Regions from separate parts of the Zea mays genome. Here regions 1 and 2 are each linked to region 3. A link is a contact called in public Hi-C data. All regions are on one chromosome and are shown on one strand. Each heading gives the region's core, a stretch centred on a gene start, on an enhancer-like site or on the middle of the called end of the contact. The rest is flanking DNA. Distances are from core to core; before and after follow the strand shown.

Region 1 (3,172 bases), core at 363-2,862, 200 kb before region 3:
AGTTATACCCCTCAAATAAGTATTAGTTGTTAGATGCCCCAACCCAGCTAAAATCAGTTAACAATTAGCTCTAGAGGTTTAGAACATGGCCTAAAACAACCATGTTATGAGCCTGCTCGCCGGATCCTCTCGATCCAGTCCTTGCATCTACGAGTCTGACTCTAATCTTCCCAACAGCACCTAAACCAGTCTGCTCGCTGCCTCGTTTCCGCCGCCGACCCATTCCCGATGTGACGCCATCCGACTTCGCCCCTTTGTGACGTCTCCGTCCTTTGTCCTGTTTTTATCGTGACGTCGATCCGCTCGACAAGCTAGATCTCGCTCGTCGCAATAATATGACTTTCCCTACAGTCGGCAAACTTGGCGAACTAGAAAATCATGGCTCTCATGTGATCTTTTTGGCCCCCCCCTAAATTTTCGTCCTGCGTCCGCCACTGCCAGCAACCCATCCTATTGCACTCCGTATCCGTGTTTTTGCACGGGCTGTAGCACTGTTTATAGCCCCAGCAGACTCCGCATTCCTCTCCCCATGATGCACGCCCGGCATCTCTACTCCCTTTCTCGACGTCTTCTCTCTCATCTCCGCACAAGCCTGAGAAATGCTATAATTAAAAGTCTGTGCTTGTGAGGCCCAGCTATCAGTGTAGCTATGCATGGAAATAGAGAGTGTAAACGTGGAGTATGCTAGAACGCGCCGTGCAAAGGCCCCACCCATCCGTGTCCACCCCTACGTGAAATACGGATGCTGAGTGTGTCTCTGCTGCTGGACTGGTGGAGTTGGTCTCTAGTCTCTACAGAGTAGCGCAGTGGGTGATGGAGCCCCCACCACTGCACGTCGGGGACAGTGGCAATTTATTACGTATAGTTCCATCGCTTCTCTGAAACACCGCGAGAGCGAGCAGAGCTTGGTTTTGGCGGTTTCAGAAATATGTACTACACTACACAGCTTGGTTTTCAGAGACTCGAAATCGTCTGAAAATTCGGAGAGTTACGTGTAACTACTTGGCTAAAGCGTTAAAGAAGTTTGAAGACGTACGTACACTCTGCGAGTCTTCACTGCATACTCTATATATTATCTAAGTGAAAACGAGCTCGAGCACGGTAGTGTATGCAGCAGCCAGCAGGCGGAAGCTATGAATGACAAAACTAACCTCTCGCATCGCAACCATGCACAGATGAGTGAACGGCCTTGGGCGCGCAGCAGTAACTACGGAGAGTGCTTGCTTACCCAAGAAGTCGACGCCGTTGTACCCGTTGCTGAACCTGCCGGTGGGGCGCGCCGTGGGGAAGTCGACGCCGTTGTGGGGGAAGTTGGCACGCGGCACTTCGGCGCCGCCCGGCAAGTAGTTGTTCGTGCCCACGTCCGCCGTGGAGTCGCCGAACACGTAGAGCGCCGGCACCTTGCTGCTACTCCCCCCCGCCGCGGCGCAGGCGGCCGCAGCAGCGAGTAGCAGAACATGCAGGACGACTAGGACGGGCACGGTGGCCATGGCCGGCCTGCCGGGCTGTGATCGCCGGACTCGTAGTGCGCAGCTAGCTAGCTAGCTAGTGAGTGGGGTACTGGGGGGCGGGCGGTGAGTGGCACCCTCGCTGGTCGCTGGTCGCTGCTCGGCTTTGGGAAAGAAAGGGTCAGCCGAGATGGATCGGCACGGCTCCGCGCTTTAAAGAGAGAGAGAGAGAAGATAGAGAGGGGTGGCAAGCCGTAGTGGCTCGCTTTATGACTGTGCCAGCGGCACGGCGCGGCACCACGAAATGGCTTTGCCAAAGAGAAGAGGGGGCCGGCGTGGCGTGAGCCGTGATGTGTGGCTGCGTTCGGCAAAGTGCGCCTTGGGTCCGAGCGAGGGGGTGCCGGGCGACGTATCCACGCGTCGTAGACCGGAGCGGTTGGTGACTAGGAAGTATAGAAATGAGTGCGCGGTGGGCAGGATCTCCTACACTACATATCAACATATGCAGTCTCTCTTGCTTGAGTACTTCCGAGTAGGTAAAACACATGAGCTGTGCTGAGTGTAGAGGCAGATCTCTCGGTGTGTGCTTTTGTTCCAGCTGAACATGTTGTGATGATCCTTGGTTCACTCAAGTGATGTGATCATCTGCTATATATAGGTTACCAGAGACGGAGCCAGAAAATTTCTTGGCACGGACTGAGCAAAACCACTACATTATATTATAGAAGCCCCCTTTTTATATTCTATTGTGTACATCTCAAATTCTAAGAGATGTTTCACCGAGACTTCGTAGCCTCGGAAGCCATAGAGGACTCGAGCCCCGCCCACCTGTTGAATAATTAGACAAATTCCAAAATAAATTCCGAATATAAATCATGACCAAATCAGAAGAACTGAAATAAAAAGCCAAATCAGATGATGCGTACTGATTAGACTTACTGATAGATAGCGCGCGCCGGAATCAGCAGGGTCGACGATGTCGAAGTAGCAGGATCGACGAGGTCAGAAGATCACGAGCAGTCGCGTGAAGACGCTTCCCAAAAACCTTATTCGCCCTCTCCCGGTGCAGGATCTAGAAGACGAATGGTTCCGGAGACCTGCTCTCCTGATCGCAGATGCACCTCTGCGGTCGGGACGAAGGGAACTAAAAGGCGGCTCAGCTATGAAGACAGGCGAAAGCGAAACTGGGATGATTTGGAGGCTGGCTGCCGGGCTCCTTTTATAGGGCCTAGTCCGCGACCCTCGAGCTTATCCGCCCACGAAAATCTCGCAATCAGTTGAGATTTTATAGCGATCGGTTAGGATAAGCGTAACAGCCAAGAAACCAAAAAATCAAACGGCAAAAGGTAGCCGCGCCCCCGCAAGGCGAGGGGCCGGATTTCGGCGGACCATTCACGCGCATGTCGTGCGCCCGCGCCCTTCGCCCCGCCCCGCCCCGGCCAGGCCAGGCGAGCGCGCGCGCGCGTGTGGCTCTCCACACTCTCTCCTCTCATCCATGACTTGGTGAGTGGGTGTGGCTTCCATATTTAAGCTATCTCTACTCCACTAGAACTAGCAATATGGTGCTATTGGTTCCACCAATTCCCTAGCCATCCACTTGTATGGGCTTTTGAGATTTTCCTGGGATTTATTAGAATTTCTTAATTGGGCCAAGCCCATAAATCCTAACAATCCCCCACCAGATCTCAAATGCCCATCTGCAGTTTTCGCCACTGTTCACTACT
Region 2 (3,228 bases), core at 155-2,654, 160 kb after region 3:
GGCGAGGTGTCGGGGTCGGGGGAGCCGAGGAGGACAGCGAGGAGGAGGACGCATGCGAGGGCGAGGAGGAGGGAGAGCAAGAGGCGCGCCCACCACGACCGCTGCTGCCACCAGCGCTTGAACGACGTCCGTTGCTGGTCCAGGAACGGCCGCCGCCTCATCGGACCGCGCTCTCGCCGGCAGGGCCAGGAGGGAGGCGCCGCGCCGAGATCTGGGACGAGTTAATCGCCGCGCGCACGGGTGCTGCTGGATCCTTTCGCCCGTTTCCTTCCTCCCGCGCCTTCAGATCTCGGACTCGGAGGAGGAGGAGCGCGGCCGGACCGGCAGCGTGGTGTGCTCGTGCCCTTGGATTTCGCGGCGGGAGGGAGCGGTCGTGCGCATGATCCACGGGCGGCTGGGGAATCGCGGCGTGGGGGGAGGGCGTGATCCGCGGGCGTGAGGGGAATGGCGGCGGGGGGTGCGGGCGTGCGCGTTATCCGCGGGCGAGAGGGGATGCGGCGGGGGCAGTCTACACTGTCTCTTTAATAGTTAGTAGAGATTTAGCTAAAATAAAAAAATATTTAACTTCTCAAGAGATAAAAAATACCCCACGGGACGAAGGGAGCATATTTGTGCTCGCCCAATTCATGTTCTACCATGGAGCATGCATTAAAACACTAGCATGCATTAAAACACTACCATGGAACATTGCTACTGCTATGAACAAGAACAACAATGCCCCTGTTTGTTTCGGCTTTTCGCAGCTTCTGGCCACCAAAAGCTGTTGCGGACTGACAAACACTCAGCTTTTCAACCAGCTTCTATAAAATTCGTTTGGATAAAAACCATTCAAAATCAACATAAACATATAATCAGTTTAGTCGTCGCAATAGTAGTAATCCGTCACTTTATAGATCCTGAGCCTCATGGACAACTTTATCTTCCTCCACATGTAATTCTAATGATACTTAGATTCTCTACACAGCCAGATTCTTCCCACAACTAGATTCTCGGAAAAGCTGGTCAGAAAAAAGTTGAACCAAACATGCCCAATGTTTGGGCAAGCGGGTAGCAGAATGATGGCCTGGCCACCAGGGGCCAGCACAACATTCGCATTTCCGGGCCTTTTGCTTTCTCAGTGAGCCGGCCCAGTACAGGTCCCGTTTCCATAACGTTCCGGTTCCTGTCACGATCCACCAAAAGCAACCACGCGTCCCGAATGCTGCACCCACCCGGTCCCGCGTCCCTGCTTTTTCCCGTTCACGCACACACACGCGACCGAACCGCACAAACGCGCTCGGCGCTTCCCCACCCAAAAAGGAAAACCAACCACCACTCCCACCACCCTCCGCCTCCGCCTGCGCCACAGCTGCCGATTCGAAAGCCCTCGTCCTGACCCCTCGCAAAACCCTAGCTCCAACCACCATGAAGGGCAAGGCCAACGCCTCCAAGAAGGATGAGGCCAGGTACGATCTCCGCGCCTTGCGCTGCTCCTGTGGCGGAACGATGGTTCCTCTTTTCCTTGCGATGGCTGCACGGTGCTCTTGGTTAAGATTTTGTGCGGTTGCTGTTGCAGGCTCCGGGCCGGCGGCGGCGGCGCCGGAAAGCGCAAGAAGGCCGCCGCGAGCGGCAAGCCCAAGCGCCCTCCCTCCGCCTTCTTCGTCTTCATGTGAGTTCTGGCTGCGTCGGCGAGTCATTATACTCAGATCTCAGATCTCTAGATCTATTCTCCATTTTTGTTAAGAGTGTGGATCCCCCACCCTCCCACCCCCAATTATTGAGCGTACCGTGGCGTTTGTTTGCTTTTCAGGTCTGAATTCAGGCAGGAGTACCAGGCGCAGCACCCTGGCAACAAGAGCGTTGCGGCCGTGAGCCACTTTGCACTCTGTTCTCCCTTTATTTTTTTTCCATGTGCGTCTGCCGATGATGTCTTATTTTTTCGTGTTGGTGGATCAGGTGAGCAAGGCAGCAGGGGAAAAGTGGCGCTCTATGTCAGAGCAAGTGAGTAGATCTCTCGAATACCCAGATCGATTTTGTATTTCGTATTTAAGTTTATTTTTATATATATCGTTGTTTTTAGCTCGACGTGGGTGATTATGCACAATGTTGAGGTTTATTTGGTTGCATAGGTCTAGTATTACCTCTTGAAACAAGAAAATAAAGTAGAGTAGAGGTCCAGTTATAACTGAAGAGTCAAATTAAACGCTCATATTGGATTGTCAAACGGATAGCATATCTCTCAAAGCATACATACTCTTTTTTAGTGACTTATGTGTATGTTTGTTGCTCTGTAACAATCAATCATTAGGAGAAGCAACCCTATGTGGACCAAGCTGGGCAGAAGAAGCAGGACTATGAGAAGACTAAGGCAAATATTGAGAAGGTAATCTTGGATCTGTGGTGCATGCTGAACTGTGTAGTCTTCTTTAGTTCATTATGCCATAATTTGAGTATTTGATTTCCGTTAGGAGAGCACAAGCTCAAAGAAGGCTAAGACTGATGACGACGATGGCTCGAAGTCCGAGGTCGATGATGAGGATGGCGGTAGTGACGAGGTACAGAAAATTAATCCATTTTCTGGATAACATGTCTTCATTGCCAATGGTATTTGCCTATTTAGTGATTCTAACAAATAGTCGTTCTGTTTGATTTGCTGTCTGCAGGATAACGACGACGACGAGTAAATAGTATTTCCGCTGTTGTGAGGTAGCAAATCGATTGTTAGGTCCCCAATTAGCTCACTGGTTTGCTATCTTTAATGTTAAGTTGTTTGGAACAGGTGTTTATGAAGGGGATCTATTAGTTTCGTGAGGTTGTTAGTTTAGTGCATTAGCAAAGAAAAAGCCGAATGCTGCTAGCTATTATGTTGCTTTTCTTTTGCTAATCACTTGTGTCACAACTTTCTGTACCTGTTTCATTGACTAATCTAGTGACTAGTCAGTTATGGGTTTAATGTTTGGTTTTGGTTTTATATATTTCTTTGTTGCATTCTGTGCGGTCTACGGAAGTCATCTGTGCTGTATGAATGATGAATATCTGCTTGTGGCTCGTTTCAGTTTAGTGAGTTTTTGTTTTGTGACTCAGGTTAATTTACATGAGTTTGTTTGTGACTGTTAATTTGTGCGTTTATTGGTGCAGTTAGCTTTCTTATATATATGCATGGTGGAAATTCTGTTGATGATTTCTGAGATAACCAAGCTCACTTGTTTCATGATAAACTGCTGCAAATTTGTTGCCGTTTTCTGATAT
Region 3 (3,441 bases), core at 147-2,646:
CCAGCAAAATCGGCAGAGTACCTTTCCTTTGAGACCGTTCGCGATCAGCTAGCTGCACGAGTACCTTTCAAACTCTAAAGCATATTTCAAGCTTTGTGCTTCAAAATTCAACACTTTATACTTATATATTTCAAATATCTACTTTGTAGCGCACATAAAATTAATCTTGGGTCTAGTTGGGCGAGGGAATGGGTTTCGGTTCTCACCAGAATCACTAGCACTTCCAAATAGTCAAAGACGATACCGATGGTAGGTACAAACATTTCTAGTAGTAATTCCCTCTTGAATCAGCTCTAGAGTAGTTTCAAGTGATTCTATTTCCATATTTCGCATGTAATAGTAATTAGTTTTTTTTAACTTATCTTTCTTTTAGCGTAACAAGTTAAAATTGGTTGCATTTATGTTGTTATTTCCCACAAAAATAACTACAAAAAAATTGAAGTATATATATATATTTTTATATATATATATATATATATATATATATATATATATATATATATATATATATATATTAAAAAATTATTCACGATATAGTAGAATCTAGTCTAACAGTCAAACGGTTTCATGAAGCGATTCCGATTCAACATATGAAATGTTTCTTCAGAGAATTTAGAACTCAAACCTTTCAACAATAATCTGGATCAGGATCACTACTGCTTGATGTGTCCTTAATGAAAATATCAACAAAACTAGTTAGTGAATGCTCGGCCGTGTTTCAGAATCTGGATCACTACTGACACGAACGCTTTTCAGCAGCCATCTGTCATTTTCAGAACGCTTTTCAGAATCTGGATCAGGATCACTACTGACACGAACACGAACACGAGCATACATCATTTCAGCAGCCAACCGTTCCACCATCATGCCCGGCCGTGTTTCTTTGGTGCTTAATTATCCTGGACATGCCGCAGGCTCGCATTTCTAATGCACGGTGAAATGGCCCGGGAGTTGGTCACACAGTGACATGACTGAGCAAAAGAAAGCTAGTACTTCCCTGGATGTTCAGTGAACAATGTTCACGGCACTCTGACGAATGCTTTTCCCCGCCCCACCTTTCCTTCTTTAACAGCACAGCACGGCTCCATGTTCGTTTCAGGCACTGTTTGTTACAGTGGTGTTGCGGGTGATTTTGCCTGCATCTTTACTGGTATATTTCCACATTTGCACGTGATCCACGGAAATACTTCACCCCATCGTCACTCATTCGAGGACTAGCAGCTAGCTAGGGTAAATCTTCCAGCTGTTCTGCAACAGAAAGGGAAAGGTAAAGTGAAAGAGCTCCATCAGTTCATCGGTGATCTAGTAGTAGTACCCGCTGTACCAGAGAAGAGCGGTGATTGAAATTTCGGCCCAGTGGCCCACTTCACTTGCCCAGAGGCCCAGCCCAGCTTCCTTTTTCCCAATTCCCACCACTTGAGCAGAAGCTGCACAACCAAGAGCCAACAGAGCAACGCCCAGGCACACACGACACGAACCAGGCAGCTGCGGAGGGAGGAACCCTAGCGGAACAGGTGACGGCGGCGCGCTACCGGTGACGGGGGATACGGCGGCATCGTCCCCTCCTCCATCCCCGGCGCGGCGGCGCCAGCAGCCGGCCTGCAGGTACGGTCTCCAGTCTCCAGAATCCAGATTCAGAGCTTGTCCCTGTTTTCTGGTGTGCTCTGCGTATGGCTGTTGGCCTGTTGCTTCCCATGTCCATGTTTGTTTGTTTTCAGTTTTACTTTGATGCTGAAAGCCTGAAACCTTCCAGTGATTATTTGCTTCATGTTGTAGTATGGCACTATAGCTGTTAGCCTGTTGCTGCCCATGTCCATAGGCGTATCACGTATGGCTGTTTGCCTTGTTGAAAGCCTGAACCTGAAGCCATGCCCATGGGCGTGTAGTTATATATATGAAGGTTGATCGGTTCCTATAGCGAAGGGCCATGCCTGTTTCAGAACGCGATAAAGTTTACGCCGATCCATCTTCGAATGAAGAATTTAAACAAACGGGATGAGGAATACGCCTAGCGAATGAAGGACAAAACCAGGAAAGGAACCTACACAACTCGATACGATTGAAGCACACTTTTTTTTTAAAAGTTGAGCCAGACTCAATTGCTTCTGTTCCTTCTGGGGCTGGCTTGGCTTCTCGAGGGCAATGCCCACAACTAAGTAGATAAGACCTGGATGTAAATCGGAAATTTACAACTAAGTAGATAAGACCTGGATGTAAATTGGAATTTTTTTTACCTATATCAGTCAAAGCGCTATTTGAGCCTAAGCCTAGTATATGAATCTATCTGGTACACCTTTTGTAGCTCTTTCTATCTAATGGAATATGATGTGAACAAAAGCTGCCACATCCTCACTCAGTCAAGCATGTAGATTGGAAGACAGTCTAGAACCGATTTGGATTTATGGTTTACGCACAAATATCAGACAGGCCAAACATTTTTCAGGGCTTACCGGGAAGCCGGTCAGGCGTAGTACTTTTTCAGGTACATGTCATTCCAAGGATTTTACTTGATACAAATACAAAGTGAACAGAAAACCAAATTCATTCTAAACCCTGGACGATCAGGATGTCTGGTTGACCGATCAGAGCCCGGTTAATCGGGCGATCAGGAGCGATCAGCCGATCTGAAAACATTGATAATAACCCACAAAGTGGGATAACTGCTATGTGATGGCGTAACTGATCTGATATTCAATTTGCTGTGGTATTATCTAAGATAATTTACACTTGAAATTTACTCTTAATTGCACTTGAATTTCCACTGTTCTGATGAGAAACTTGCGCTTTTCTTTCTGTTTGCGTCAAAGGCTGTTTGAAGAGCTCGCCATTTAATCTCAATGGAAGCCAAGTTTTTCCGTTTCCTGAAGCTCGTTGGGGTCGGCTTCAAAGCGAGGTCAGAGAGCCAAGGCCGTGAGTTGTTCCTTAAACTGGGCTTCAGCCATGAGGTGCAGTTCACCGCTCCTCCAGCTGTCCGTGTCTTCTGCTTCAAACCCAACATAATCTGCTGCACCGGCATCGATAAGGACAGGGTGCACCAGTTCGCCGGCGCCATCCGGAGCTCTAAGGCTCCAGAGGTGTACAAGGGGAAGGGGATCCTGTACATTGACGAGGTTATCAAGCTGAAGCCCGGAAAGAAGCGAAAAAATAAGTGACGATCCGAAGGCGTTACAACTTTGTCTCTGTCTTTTAACCCCATGCTTCGCATTTGTAGTGATCTGGATCTGGGGTCTGCTGTGTTGTGTTGTGTACTTGCGTTGTGCTACACAGATCACCATTATCTTACCTTTACCTCAGCTGCATGTAGGACCATGAGTGGGAATAAGTTACCAGTTTGTTGATATGAGCTGGAACGTTGCTTTGCGAATTGGATTGGATTACCGAGTGGGATGTTTTGTTTCAAACTTGAAGTCTTTCAATAGATTGTTGCAAATCAAGTGTGAA

Evidence for each region. A called contact is a pair of places that touch in the nucleus more often than the background predicts.
Region 1: a contact with region 3 is called in a Hi-C map of tassel, with 2.1 times the contacts expected there. The contact joins the promoter of LOC100282230 here to the promoter of LOC100304027 in region 3. A contact is called at or near these places in 3 of 25 Hi-C or Micro-C datasets (ear, leaf and tassel).
Region 2: a contact with region 3 is called in a Hi-C map of endosperm, with 4 times the contacts expected there. The contact joins the promoter of LOC542455 here to the promoter of LOC100304027 in region 3. A contact is called at or near these places in 10 of 25 Hi-C or Micro-C datasets (bundle sheath, ear, endosperm and 3 more).

What each region holds. Positions count from the first base shown.
Region 1 is chr4:159,630,541-159,633,712 of Zm-B73-REFERENCE-NAM-5.0, forward strand. LOC100282230 reads right to left here and starts at 1,613. Exons shown (of 5, transcript NM_001371845.1): 1 at 1,229-1,613. The coding sequence starts at 1,490.
Region 2 is chr4:159,993,704-159,996,931 of Zm-B73-REFERENCE-NAM-5.0, forward strand. It overlaps LOC542455 (high mobility group protein 3), which reads left to right and starts at 1,405. Exons shown (of 7, transcript NM_001112013.1): 1 at 1,405-1,445; 2 at 1,556-1,648; 3 at 1,790-1,847; 4 at 1,936-1,980; 5 at 2,288-2,362; 6 at 2,451-2,534; 7 at 2,643-3,053. The coding sequence starts at 1,405. The coding sequence ends at 2,663.
Region 3 is chr4:159,829,679-159,833,119 of Zm-B73-REFERENCE-NAM-5.0, forward strand. LOC100304027 (60S ribosomal protein L6, mitochondrial-like) reads left to right here and starts at 1,397. Exons shown (of 2, transcript NM_001165551.2): 1 at 1,397-1,605; 2 at 2,808-3,430. The coding sequence starts at 2,838. The coding sequence ends at 3,152.